2 separate regions of the Bombyx mori genome follow, and region 2 is linked to region 1. The links are chromatin contacts, called in public Hi-C maps. All regions are on one chromosome and are shown on one strand. Each heading gives the region's core, a stretch centred on a gene start, on an enhancer-like site or on the middle of the called end of the contact. The rest is flanking DNA. Distances are from core to core; before and after follow the strand shown. Region 1 overlaps LOC134199745 (a long non-coding RNA gene). Region 2 overlaps LOC134199745 (a long non-coding RNA gene).

Evidence for each region. Hi-C and Micro-C count contacts between places; a contact is called where the count stands out from the background.
Region 2: a contact with region 1 is called in a Hi-C map of whole pupa, with 3 times the contacts expected there. The contact joins two enhancer-like sites. A contact is called at or near these places in 3 of 7 Hi-C or Micro-C datasets (midgut and whole pupa).

Annotation. Positions count from the first base shown.
Region 1 is chr11:18,652,033-18,659,376 of ASM3026992v2, forward strand. The region is part of intron 2 of LOC134199745 (a long non-coding RNA gene); the gene reads left to right. Among protein-coding and RNA genes, the nearest start is that of LOC134199745, 12 kb to the left of the region's middle. Within about 2 kb of position 4,024, at least 4 of the 8 cell types and tissues checked have open chromatin away from gene starts, as enhancers often do.
Region 2 is chr11:18,711,698-18,719,041 of ASM3026992v2, forward strand. All of the region lies in intron 2 of LOC134199745 (a long non-coding RNA gene), which reads left to right. Among protein-coding and RNA genes, the nearest start is that of LOC134199745, 71 kb to the left of the region's middle. Within about 2 kb of position 4,629, at least 5 of the 8 cell types and tissues checked have open chromatin away from gene starts, as enhancers often do.

The DNA of each region.
Region 1 (7,344 bases), core at 2,774-5,273:
ATAAACGTGTTTGAGATGTCGTGCTGGACCGTATTGCGCGTTCCATGGAGGGCCATCCGAACGAACGCTTCCATTCCCAACGAGCAAAAATTGACCAGAGACTATCTATCCACCATATGTCTACACAGAGTGCTCTAGTATTTGGATCATATAGCAAGAATACATGGAGAGACTCATAGTTCCGTAAAGTGAAAAATGATACCCTAAACGTGTCATTTCGGATCCTCATGATCCAATACTGGTGCTTTTAAGTGCCTCAATCACCGGTCACCGTCCTCGCCGAACCCCTCGCTTGCGAAGGGCTCGCCGAGTAAATAAACCCACAGACTCAGCCCACTGAGTTTCTCGCCGAATCTTCTCAGTGGGTTGGTTTTCTGATCCGGTGATAGATTTTGCGAAGCGCTGCTCTTGCTAGCGCCAGTGTCAGCATCACCTCCGGTTTGAGTCCCGAGAGCTCATCTATACGTTAGGGTAACGCTGATATAGCTGATATATAGGAAAAAGCATGAAGGAAAACAACCTAAGGGTCGGAGCTCGAAAAGTTGCGAGTGATCAAGTGTGCGACCTCACTCTGGCGTAGGCGTCGCTCAGTCTCGTGTCCAGGTTGCACACAACTGACCGGCGAAACTAGTTACAGATTATTAGAACATGTCTCGGGCCGATGCGCCCGCATCACGATGCTCGGCAATTAGCGATCGATTAGAGAAGGAGCAGACGGCCAACAGACGCCGTCGTGCAAAACCCCGGATCTTTCCGATCCACTCTCGGTGCTTTTAGGCATGAGGCATTAGGAAAGCACCGTCGAACTCGTCGATTACGACGAACTAGTCATAGTCACAACCCGCTGAGTTTCTCGTCGGATCTTCTCAGTGGGTCGCTATTCCGATCCAGCAGTAGATTCAGCAAAGCACTGCTCCTTCCAGGGCCGCTGTTAGCAAAGTGTCCCAAGCTGAGTCCCGTGAGCTCCGTGTCTCCTACACGTTTGGTGAAACTAGCATAACCCCTCGAGGCTACTAGCAATAGATAAACAAAAAAAGGAAGGGTTCTAATTTTTATTTGTCATTCTGTCATGTATTCTGTGTTATTATTAGTTTCGAATATTGAAATCCATTCGGTTAAAAGTCTGCCCTTCTAAAAAGGGCTCCACTTTTTCTAAGGAATCGACAGTGTAATAAGATTTTCATATTAGCAATAAAACACGTTAATCGTGCTATAAAAGTGTCTTAAAACACTTCATCGCTTTTTCGAATAATTGTCATGAACGATTTAGTTAGGTTTCTATAACAACGGAATTGCATATATCGCTTACGGTCCGTGTTATTTACGAGCAATTCGCAAAATGCCCCATCTTTACGACCCTCTTAAAGAAACGTTACATTAAGCCTTGTTTACATTGACGCTCGTATGCGTTTTGACAATGGTCGTGAGAGACCTGGAGAATTGAATTCGGTTTCGTTTTTGTTTTGTCAATGAAATTGCATTGAATTTATTTTAAACTAGTCGAGTCCCGCGATGTGACGCCTCGGGGCGAAGCTAGTCTAAAGAAAAGTAGCCTAAGTTACTCCTTATATCATCTGCTACCTATCAGCGAAAGTCCCGTCAAAATCGGTCCAGCCGTTCCGGAGATTAACCGGAACAAACAGACAGAAAGACAAAATAAAAAAATTATATTTTGATGTATGTATCGTGATATATCCATATTTTATGCATGTAGTAAAAAGCGGTTATTTCAATATTACAAACAGACACTCCAATTTTATTTATATGTATAGATTAAATATTGCACTATTACTTGTGCTAACGGTATTGTGGGCTCGGGCCGGAGACCTCGCCTTCTTTCCTCAAGTCAAATGGTGAACAGCACTTAAGGCATCGGTGACTTAGGTGGCAATCAAAGGGTTAAACACCTTGTTTTATTATTATTGTTTTTTTTGTTGTTGTTGTTTATTTATTGTCATATGTTATTACCGTCGTTACGAATACTTGAGATTTCATGGTCGCGGACCACTAAGTTTTGTGTTATTGGTTGACAATCCAAACGTATAAAGCAAACTAGCCGTACTCGCCCGCTTCGCTGGGCATTTAAAATTAACATTATTATTTATTGTCATTATTATTAGGGAGTCCAACACTCATATAAATATTAGCCTATCCTTTAAGTATATGTATTTTCTACAATGGATACCAAGTTTGAAGTCAATCGGATGCATGGTTCAGTAGTTATAACGGAACATCCGTAAAAACCACTGTAGATTTATAAATTAGTATAGGATATGTCGCGGGAAAATGCTTGCTAATTCCATTGTGCATTTCAATATCTCATTGGATTTAAATTCGTTCGTGTTTTTTCTAGTCAAAACTTGATGAATTACCATCGTAAGCTTTCTCTTATTCGGGGTTTGACTGATTTAATTCGTCCTTAGGCATAAAAACTGCAAGCGCTGCAGCTTGCGTTCGAAAAGAATAGAATCGGTTCCTTCTCATGAAAAAAAGAAAAGAAACGCTCCCAATTTTTTTTTCATTGCTCGAATAATTGAATCTTACCTTTTCTGTGTGAAGTTTGCGTCACCTGCTTTTCGGGGGCTCGGAAAAAAATCGGATCCCCATACGTTACGCGTCTTGTTACGTCAATGTATCATCCGTCTTTTATTCTACCGTGGTGAGCATTGTCTGACTGAATTTCGCCACGGGCGCCGTTTTCCAAGCAATTATGAGCCCTTGTTTGTATTTGATCAGTAATGATTTACGATTGCACTCGCGAGGCGGTTACGTCGTTTCGTAATCTAGATTGGTTTGCGTCTTCCCGCCAGGTGCGACTTGCAGAACGTTTTTTTTTTTTTGAATTGCATTGTAAACGGCTTCTTAACACAATCAATGCAAGATCCGCGTAAAATCGTGTTCTTAAGGGGAGCTTATAGAATCGAAAAAAAAAAAAATACGCTTAATATAGTCTATGCAGAGTTTGAATAAGCCAGACGCGGTCGCGTGCCAACTTAGCTTGGTTGTTAATAAGTTTTTTTAATTGGTTTCCGTCTACGAAACGCCGTGACTCGATCGTGACGGACCGGCCCGTGAACTCGGCTACGTGATGTTGCTTAAGAATCGTCTTCATTGATTATTTAATCGATTTTGAATAGTAAATGTCCGATTAAAAATTCTCCGTACATTTTCTTTTACTGTTCGTGTCTGTATTACGGAATGCCTATTGGTTCCCCTAGTCAGAACACATGTCCGTATTATGTAGATCACATTAAAGTTTACTTATCTGGAAAATATATAATTTTAGAATAAAGGTAACTTAAAAGAACACACGCAGAGACTAAATTAGAAATATTAAAAAAAAGAGTTAAAGTAATTTTGTTAAAAGCGAAAACGATTTTTTTTCCTTTCCGCAGTAGTGCAATAGAATTGGCGCGCTTTTATAAATTTCCCGGGTTCCGGTAAAAAAAATTTTTTTATCAAGACACTGACTTAAGCTATTCTGCAAGCAAAGTAAAGAAAATAGTGATGGGTTGAAACCCTTTGAAAACAGATCCGTTGACTTTAATCATAAAAATAATAGCCAACAACTGACTAACTACCATTAAAATTATTCTTGGCGTTCCCGCCAAGTGGTATTTGTCTTTTTCGTCGAGTATACCTAATATGAATGCGAACAAACGAACGAATAAGAAGACATGAGGTCAAAATTTCAGTAACATTGAAAAAACGCTGTGTCATCCACCAACCTAACTCCCTCACTCACAACCCGGAACGGATTTAATACATTGCAATAAGAAATATACAACCTTAAAGGTATATTATTCATGAGCAATTGAAAAAATAAACACCATTAGCGCTCCGAAAGGATATCGCGTGCCGTTGTAAATAAATCAAACAAGTAATTCAAAAGAACTAAAAATCTAATTAGCATAATAATAAATTAATCCGTATATTTTTTTCCCATCGGCAGCCATATTGGCGTTCGCGTCCGTTATGTATTTAATGCAGGAATCGTTAATGCCGCGCTTGTTCTTTGAATATTTTAGAGTGCACGTCGCGCATGCTCTAGCGCAACGCTCCGTTCGGGAGAAACTCGACACTAGGGCTGTGAAATGCTCGATGAAATAAATCGATTTTTCATATCGGGCTTACCTGAGCGGGGTCACTCTTTTGTGGCTTTAGACTTCAGATGCTTTGTAAGGGCATACAGGTGTAGAACATCGGAGGTTTCTGATTAGCTCTAATGACTTTTTTCGAAACTAATCGTTGGTACAACTCGCGGATATTTTTTTCCTACTAAGCTGGTAGGTAGCCTTGAGAGGTTATTTCAGAGTAAACTTAACTAGTAGGTGAGCTCACGGGGCTCAAACCTGACGACGTTGCTAACACGAACACTAGCAAGAACCGTGCTTCGCAGAATCTACCATTGGATCGGAAACGCGACCCACTGAGAAGATCCGGCGAGAAACTCAGTGGGCTGTGTCTGTGGGTTAATTTACTCGTCGAGCCCTTCGTCGCAGGCGACGCGACGGGTTCGACGAGAACGATGACCGGTACTTGAGGTGGCGGACCGGACCAATGACCAGTCTTATAAGCAGACAATACGAAAAGATCCAGACAAAAAGTTTCATACACTTCAAATATGCAGTAACTAAATTCAAAAACAAAAAGAAAACTTGTTTACTTTGTAATTAAATTTTGGTGCGAACTCTGGTAACCGCTTAAAACCAGACGAGCCATTCGTCTGCTCATCAGCGTCTACAGAAAACGACTCAAGTTAAATTTGGATAAATTTGGATAAACAGGTTTATTCCAACAGAATCTGTTCTCAAAAACAGATGTTTTTGTTCAGGTAGCGCACGGCATGCCCCTACTACATACTAGCCGCGATGCTCGATGGTAACTCATAAGGAAAAAACTTTTTAATTAGCCATTGTGATAAGATTATGAGTTTCCCTTGCGCAACGCGTTTTATGTTCGTTCGTTTCGGTTTACAAAATATAATAACAATAAAATATTACCGACACACAAATATAATATTATAATTTTCGACGCCGTAATGAGATCAGTTAGGTGTGTTAATTAATGTTTCATCGTACTCATCAAACGAGTAGAGAGGTATTAAAATACTTGTGAAATAGTATACTCTCTGCGGTTCGTAGGAGTCGTAGACAATATTAATACTATTCATCAATTTAAATAATGAAAACTGTAAAGTATTTGAAAAGTTGGAAAAGATTACAATAAAAAAAGCGAAATTAAAAAACTCTGTAATCTACTAAAAGACCTCGGCGTGTTTAAGAACTTCTATAAATTTGATACTTGAACGAACATCTGCAGCATGAAGGTGAGCGTAATGCGCATTGATAGTGAAACCTTCAACCTATAACAGGGTCGCAAGTTCCCTAGCTTACTTCGTATAAATTTCTCTCACTGCAACACGATAGACCCGGCACCCAACTGTGAATACATGGATTGCTACGCAAGAGTCAGTCGTCGTCGACCCCCTAGACACGTTCTTACGGATTCATCAGATCCAGTAACTCTTGCATTAGACGCGTTCAGCTCTAACACTAAGAGCAGGCTTAGGGTCTCTGGTATACCGTACTTGTCGAGTACCGTAAGAGTTCGACGTGCAACCTAATCCATACATCAGCCCGCCGAGTTTCTCGCCGGATCTTCGCAGCCGGTCGCGATTCCGATCCGGCAGTAGATGTATTCGCGAAGCAGCTGCCCTTGAGGTGATAAGTCTCCTTCGGAGGCGCTCGGGCAGATGTTAGCAAATCCCTCCTGCCTGAGCCCATGCTCGCCCACCTGTCCTGGTGAAACTGGAAAAGTCTTCGGAACACCAGTAATCCTTCCTTCATAAAAACAAAACAGTAGTTTTCATTACACTCATTTTAGCTGAAAGTATTTACTTTTGACATAGTGTTTAAACGTCTTTCGATGCGCACATTAAAAACACTAGACCTAACCTAAGACTATATCTAAAAGGTTATTCTTTATTTTAGTGGGGGCGGTCAGTTAATTATTTCCCTCAAACAAGGCTTAGGATAATTATTTTACGGCCGGCAACAGCGTGACGCTGACGTTGCCGATATCAATCAAGTAGGGTGGCGTTATCGCTATCGAAGGAGATTTTCTTAATTGCGTTAGGGCAGGTTGTGACCTCGTGGAAATGGTTGAACCGGCCGCGATTTTTTTCGCCGCAAAACAATGATATATACAGATATTGTAATACGACTAAGATAGTCTGTCTCAAAATGGGCTCGATATGTTCACACTTGTGAATTGGCTGTGTGCTGTCATCTAGAACAGTACCGTCTGCTCCCGGATTTCACAAAATTCGACAATGAGATTCAACGGATAATAGGTAGCAACGTTCCCTGATTGTTATACCAGTGTACTGTGGTTCGGTATTTACCACGAGCTTATTCATCCATTAACGATATAAATAAATAGAACCCCACTAAACACTGACCACCAAAAGCCCTACTAGACAAAAGGCACTTTACCTTTTGTCTAGATTCTGAACAGATTGAAAAAAAAAAACATTTTTCTTCTCTCATAATTACATCGGTAATATACAAACAGTCTCGTATACTACAAAAATGAATACGATAGTAATTTATAACATTAAAAAAGATTTGTTGCAGTGCATTAAGTTCGCGTGCGCGTGCATTCGCGTCGGTGTTGCCATAGTTTCGTCTATTTACTAGATATTACAGCAGCTGATTGGTGTTGCTAGTATTTTAATTTCATATTGACTTGTGGCTTATGCAGGTACGGATTTTAATGAAAGTTTTGTCGATTTGCAAAAGTAAATTTGCAAAAAAAAATCAAGATTTTAATTTAAGTACCTGCCGTTGGGTTTTGGGATGATATCAATTTACTTATTATATATAATTTGATTCTCCTATAATTTAAATTTTAAGAGTTTTTATTTCATTTTCATTGTATTATTTCCGATATCTCAAATACTTTAGAATTGACATACTTAGTCACGAATGACTGAATGACGTATTATTTGCCGACGTTTAAATATTGTGCTTATATTTTTCATTAATAGATATTCCTTACACTTCGATGTTTCGCTCGATTCTGAAATTTAGTTGATACTGGCTCTCAATCTGGTACTTAATGTACAAATTGTTTTTTTGTGAAAATTATAGTTAGGCAAAAAATATAAGCTTACATTTAGGTTGGTCTTTGTAATATACATATCGTTGTAATTAGAAATCTGAATTCTGAAAACGTACCACAGTGATTCTCAACCTTTTTTTGTCAACTTTTTTAAATCATTATATGGTTAAATAATTATTTCAAAATTTCACGAAATTCTAAATGAGAGGACAACTTTAA
Region 2 (7,344 bases), core at 3,379-5,878, 60 kb after region 1:
CGAAGCACGTACAAAGGTTTTTTTTTTTTTTCGTTTCATTGACATCGGTTACCGCTACTCGTTTTATTTATTTATTTATATGAATTTTCTATCAGTTCAAAATATCTGAAATACTAAATAACGGACTCTTTTTTTTTTCGCAACAGTATTTTTACAGTTGCTCCCAATGATGTCTCAAGTGCTTTTAGTCTAAAGGTGTCGCTTGAGTCTACTTCGGTTAATTATGTATTTTGCTACTGAAGTAATTCGCTAGACAAGCTAAGAACTCATTTTGCATTTTGCGGCTACTGCAACTCGGTAAGACTGAAGAAAATAACGGTAGTACCGTCGATTATCTTGATATTGTTTGTTTTTTGTGTACAATTAGTTAGTTGTTATAATTTACTATATTGAAACCAACCCACTGAGTTTCTCGCCGGATCTTCTCAGTGGGTCGCGATTCCGATCCGATGGTAGATTCTACGAAGCACTGCTCATGTTAGGGCTGGTGTTTGTCAATTCTCTCTGGTTGAGCCCGTGAGCTCACCTCCCCGTAGCGTCCACCAGCGTAGCTGGAATAGCCTCTTAGGCTACCGACGAATAGGTAGGTAAAAAATATATTGAATAAGATAATTTGTAACTTATAAGCTTTATCTCATTTTAATTAGACATTTGTCACCTGTCTCCCTTTACCCACACATACATACATCGGTTTCTATATACATAGCAGACGAAAGGGTGTTTTATTACATGTACCACTTACGTGATTGAGATGAGATGATACTCGAAAATTACGAGTCTCTACAGTGTCGGGTGACAACCAATAAAATACTGTTTCAATTTAGAAATGGACGTATAATGTTTATTGAAGTTGAATTATTTAGTTCGTTTTGACTTAAGATTTTTGTATTGGAAATTAGGTTCGAATTGACAATAGAACCGTATTAATGTTCAATCTTATAATTTAAATCATTTATGATCGAATTTAGACCACTGGGCGTCCACTAGTAAATATGATTGCGACTTGGTTAGACATGTTGCAAAGTTGATGGCGCATTCGCGATCTCTTGTGTACCGTCTACGATAACTACCAGTATAAGTGGGACTTGCTCCGAAGTAGCTTGCTGATCTTTTTTCAGGTCAAGTCAGGAGGAAATCGCCGGACTTCCGCCCTCCACTGGGGATGGAGGGCGGGGCATGTCAGAGTCGAACTGACTAAAACCTCCTGTCGCTCAACAACCAACGTCCAAACCTCGCATGAGACAGAACTCATGAAAGCTTGCTCATCTAGAGGGAAAAATCTCATTGTTTATGTCCGTAACGTACTGAGGATATTTACATTAAGCGTGATGCTAGAAGAACCTCTTGTTTCTGAATAGAAAAGTTAATGCAATTTCACTAGCTTCAAAGATGATTTTCGTCGTTTTGTACTCATTTTTGGACTATTCAAAGACATCTTGATGTCAACAATAAATCAGTAAATTCTCTCTTCCAGAATGAGCGAAAATTATTAAATTAAGTTCAACATTATTATTACACTAAACGAATTTTTGTCACAATTAAATTCATTTAACACTAGCTGACCCGGCAGACTTCTTAGTGCCTCAATCGATAAATAAAAAACCTAAACTTTTGTATAAAATAAACTTAAATCATACACATCAAAGGAAAAACAAAATTGTTATTTTTATTTAATACCAAGCATTCTCATATTTATTTACTTTTTAAACCTTCTCTGGACTTCCACAAATAATTCAAGACCAAAATTAGCCAAATCGTTCCAGCCGTTCTCGAGTTTTAGCGAGACTAACGAACAGCAATTCATTTTTATATATATAGATTAGATTAATAACATTTCTTCGTAAGGATACGATGTTGTTTGAACGGAAATTGCCAAACACAACAAAACGGGTATCATGAATTGGCCTCTCAATTCAAAATAGTAATCACGAAAAAGCTTTAGATTTACATGGATCCCGACGCGAGGCCCAACGTTTTCTGTGAGCATGTGGCCACTTAAATCTAATCAATGAACAGGTATAGTAGTAGGTACTGAGCCCTTGTCAATGAAGCGCTCAGAAGGGTCACATCTACAAGTGTAAATAGTAAGAATTTATTTCGCGCTGTTTTCGTATAATTTTAGTATTCTTAGAACGAGTCTCGTGTGTTGTGTCATGCGAATAGTCGAAAAGAGTCCTCACTCGAAATGACATTTCTTTTTGTTTGTTGTCAAATCACTACATAGTATAAAACAAAGTCGCTTTCTCTGTCCCTATATCCCTATGTATGCTTAAATCTTTGAAACTACGCAATCGATTTTGATGCAGTTGTTTTTAATAGATAGAGTGATTGAAGAGGAAGGTTTGTATGTATAATAACATTCATTAAATAGTGGAGTAATCAATAATAAATTACAGTTTACGCAGCGAAGCGAGGGCGGGTGGCTAGTATTATTATAAAAGGGTAAAACATTGCGTTAAATACGTAGAAATATATGGCTTCTTTTTGTATAACATCGTGTTTATTATGTTTTTGTTTCCTAATGAGCTTATCACATTATTTATTAACTTACGTGTAAGACTGGTTTTTGAATTGAGTTTTTCTTGAATAATTTATATATGTAAGTAAATAATCTAGACTTGAAAAAGAGCGGTTATAACTTCCATCGCCGATCGCTTAACATTCAATACGTTATCCTTGGCTTTGAAACCACCTGTACAATGCAGTTTCGTTATGTTATGCAATAATTACATAATAACACGTCACAGACTTAACGCAAATATTGAATATGCATTAATTGCAACACATGTGAGTACAGTAAAGTAATTGTTTGCTACGAGCGAAGCATGAGTATGACTCACGTTCGTGTTGTAAAGCACGCGTTTACGCCGTGACCCTTCTGTTTTCTTCCTCATTTTGGCGTACCGTCGGGTCGATGCCAAGGGCGACAGACAATGTGACTTCCATTCGCCTTTGGCCAGAGGTAAACAAACTAAGCGTTCGCATTACCGAATGTTGCGCGAATACGCTGCGTAAAAGAGTTTATTAATTAAAACGTACGGTAATGACTCGTCTCGAAATGCGCAGGCCTAAGTTGTCGTTAAGAGACTTCTGTAAGCGGACTTTTTTATGAATGACTAATTTTACTAGTGGTAAGACCTCACGTGAGTCCGCACGGGTAGGTACCACCACTCCGCCTATTTCTGCCGTGAAGCAGTAATGCGTTTCGGTTTGAAGGGCGGGGCAGCCGTTGTAACTATACTGATACCTTAGAACTTATATCTCAAAGTGGGTAGCGCATTTGCGTTGTAAATGTCTATGAGCTCCAGTAACCACTTAACACCAGGTGGGCTGTGAGCTCGTCCACCCATCTAAGCAATAAAATAATAATAATTATTGAAGTGAAACTTCCTTATCGGCGTTGGAAAAAAATTTACCGTCACATTTTTCGGTTACGCGTCACATTTTTCCGTTACGCGCCATCTGTTTTGTATTCATGTCTATGATAATAAAATCCTTTTGTTTAAACTTTATCTAATTTAACTTTTTTGTATTCATGTCTATGATAATAAAATCCTTTTGTTTAAACTTTATCTAATTTAACTTTATTTAACCAATTTCTAGAAAGTTGCATGTAGATCATTTTTCGAAAAATAAGGCCATAAATAAGTTTCACTTCTTACGTGTGTACACTAGTACACGCACACATTTTTTTATTATTATAAATGGTCTTTTGCCGAAATGGTTACGCACCAGCGGATTTCGTTGTTAATTTAGAAACACAAAGTTTGAATAAGGACTAAATTACACTGGGAGTTTATCGAATAAAAATGAAGGAAATTTTAGGAAAGAGCATTTGTAATCGCCTAATGCAAACAAACGTTACGAGTTTCGCGCTCGTAAGGAGTTTTGTTTTTTTAACATCTTCAAAATGTTCTTACCTATTCGAAACTTAAAGGGCTATTCCTACTAAGTCTGGACGGGTAAGTAAGCTCACGGGTTCAACCTGAGTGAATTTGCTAACACTAGGCTCTAGCAAGAGCAGTGTTTTCCAGAATCTAACACCGTGTCGAACCACTGGGAAGATCCAGCTAGAATTATCATCTTGATCATCTTGATCATCATTCTGTCATCGAAATTTGTCATCGAAGTCTGACAGAACTATATTTATATTATACATATGCTGTTATGTCCTGACTGTATTTATTCAACTTGTTGATCTAAAGTAGATCTAAAATAGCGATAATTTTATCAGCTTTGGTTCATTACACTTGTCTATTTCTCCACAAGCATTCTAGGATCTTCTGTGTGTTAAAGGAAATTTGCAAAATTATCTCAAAGCAAGTCCAATGAAAATGTGTATTTTCAATTTGTCTCTGGGTCGAAACGATCGCCACGCCCATCGTAATTAATTCGTTACCAAACGAACCAAAAGGTTTTGCGAACCATACCGTAAATGCCGCCGTTTAATTTAGTTGATATTATTATAATAATATTTCGATCTGTAACTGGAAACATCCGGTTTCTGAGACGGATTATTTCGGGTGGTTTCGAACCGGTTGTGTGCCTACTCAATTATACATCCGATCCATGTGAACTTGACATTGGCATCGTTAATGCCTAGCGGTGACGCAATCCGGAGTCCGACACATCGGGCGGCACTCGGTATTCAGTGGTGGTGCATATCATTGACCTTTTTGGCCGTCTGATGTACGCGTAAGTGTGTGAGGTATTCGAAATATGTTAGTACATAAATAAAACCACTTGCTTGTGTCCTTATAGAGATGTTTTGATGCTTGTTTGGGTGACGTGTGGGTGCAGCGAGGATGCGAATAAATAAAATCAAACACAAATAAATATTAACCGATCAGGGCGTCCTTTTTTTTGCAACTTTAAATAATAAAAGTTTTGTTTTTTTCGCGACTTAACATCCTGCGAACCGTTTTGATACATAAACATAATCCGATGGGAGAGCGTATGATTTGAAATACTGCGATATCGTCGTCCATAAATATTTGGGAGAACAAATAACGTGGAATTCATATTTATTTACGAATACATAGTCAATATTATTACAATTTTGTTTAACTACATTATCGATGTTGATAAAATATTCATGATAACATTTCACGTGTCGTATATCAATGGCTGATTTTCTGTGTATTTTGTTCCATTTATCTTCTCGATACATGTATTATCATTGTTTATGACTTATTACACTATTTAGCCACTATTCCTTCTATCCTTGCTGACTTTATCTAAACGTTTGATTGTTACGCTAATCTATTTACTACCATAATGCGAGCTTTATAGTAATGTATTATAATTTCCGAAGTCACTCTTTATCCTACGATAATTCGTGTATAAATTTTTCCGGTATTTAGTAGATCTAACGAGGAAAGTGGCATTGGATTGGTCACATATTGAGAAAGCCCGATACCCACCTATCAAAAGTCTGGCAAAAGAAAGAGAGGCCGCCCCAGAACAGCTTGGCGTCGCTCGGTGGAACAGGAGCTAGGCGTCTTGGGCATGACGTGGAAGGAGCTAGAACAGACTATCCAAGACCGATGTAAATGGAAGGATTTGATTCGAGCCCTACACCCCAGCAAAGGGTAATAGGAAAGAATGAAGAATGATGATGAACGAACGATAGATATCGAATATCTTCTACCTATACCCAATTAGTACCTAGTATTTGCTAGAGGGTAGTTACGAAAGGAGTATCACATTTCCGTGTCCATATTTCTTGTTCCCGTCACGCGACCGCTCCTATAAATTTCGACCCCATTTACAGTCTTGAGTTGCATTATCTATGCGCATTGTTTATTGTTAGTGCTGCTCAATTTTACGACTTGCGAAATATTGTTTATGGCATTTCTTGGGATTAGGTCCGTGAGTTAATGCCAGGATAAACAGGATACCTTGCGCCACCGGATTTTTGTTTACTTTTACGCTTTATTCATAATGTTATTGAACGTAGGGTTCTGATTCAGCTTCGTAAATAATTTCCTGATATCGATAAACTTAAAAAAAAATGCTTGAATTTCTTTTGACTTCTTATTTTGAAATAGGTTACAAATCATTTTGTCGAGCGTTCGTTGATATATCGATCGTTGATATACATACATATTTTTTGCTTACTTATGCTGGTAACCTGAGCGATTATACTAGGTTCACCGAACGTGTAGGTGAGCTCACGGGGCTCAGCAAAGCGAATTTGCTAATACCAGCCCAAGGAAAGCCAGCGCTTTGCTGAATCTACCACAGGATCGGAATCGCGACCCATTGAGATTTTCCGGATATAAACTTAGTGGGCTTACATACATAATGTACAAATGTAACTAAAGAGAAAAATTGGTTTTGAAATGATTGCAAAAAGCTTAAACGTTCGTTACCATTACAGGAGGTGGGCGGTATTAAAAACTTAGCTTTCTTACAATCTTCTTACTTTTTTTTGCCTACCCACTGCGTTCAATCATCTTAGCAATATAAAAAAAAAATCTAATTAAAACGTTTATTTGTTTAACCTGTACTAAAAATTTTAAATTGTACCAGTCAATTATCGTAAGTCATTAAGTTCCTAGACCTTTCTGCCTATCTAAGCTATACATTTAAGGGATGCGATGAAAATTTCCGAATCGAAGTCAATTTGTATTAAAACGAAACCAAAGAAGTGAGGTACCACGCAGCACCAAACGTGACAGGCATTACGTTAATACTTATTTTATTGTAGTTTTTCATCAGCCCCATGTACATAATTCTAATTTTCTCATGCTAAATCCAGTCACGTGTGTATGCCGAAATTCGTATTTTTTTGTTACCTAGGTTTCTGCGTATTAAGGTTCAGTGAACTCAGGCCACCTCGGTGGCGCCCTCTAGTAGAATTAGATTGTACAAATAAAGTTGGACAAGCGGGCGCGTGTTTTTTGGGCGATTCGCGCATAAGTCGAAATTAAGTTAATGCATGTAACATTATTCAAGATGTTTTTTTTCTTGAATGTATCGGTTACAAACAGCTGAGCTCTCGGCTCGTAACTTATCATAAGAATCTATCTACCCTCATTTGAGTCTCGGTTCTCTAGAACAAGTCCTCCTCGCAATTAGCAGTCTAATAGCGGTATAACAGATAAAAGAAACCCGGTAAAAACTGGATTGGCGATAAGTTTACATGTATCCAAGTTCTGAACGGCCACATCAGTGTACCGAGCAATGACACCCACTCGGTGGTAGATCTTGCCTACGTCGTCCTCTATAACGTTCTCTTCTCTGACCACACAGTACGACACGGCTTTGAGCTCGATGGATCGATATCCAAATAACCCTGTAGCTACTACGTTAAATGAAACTAATTTTCTTTCATCCAAT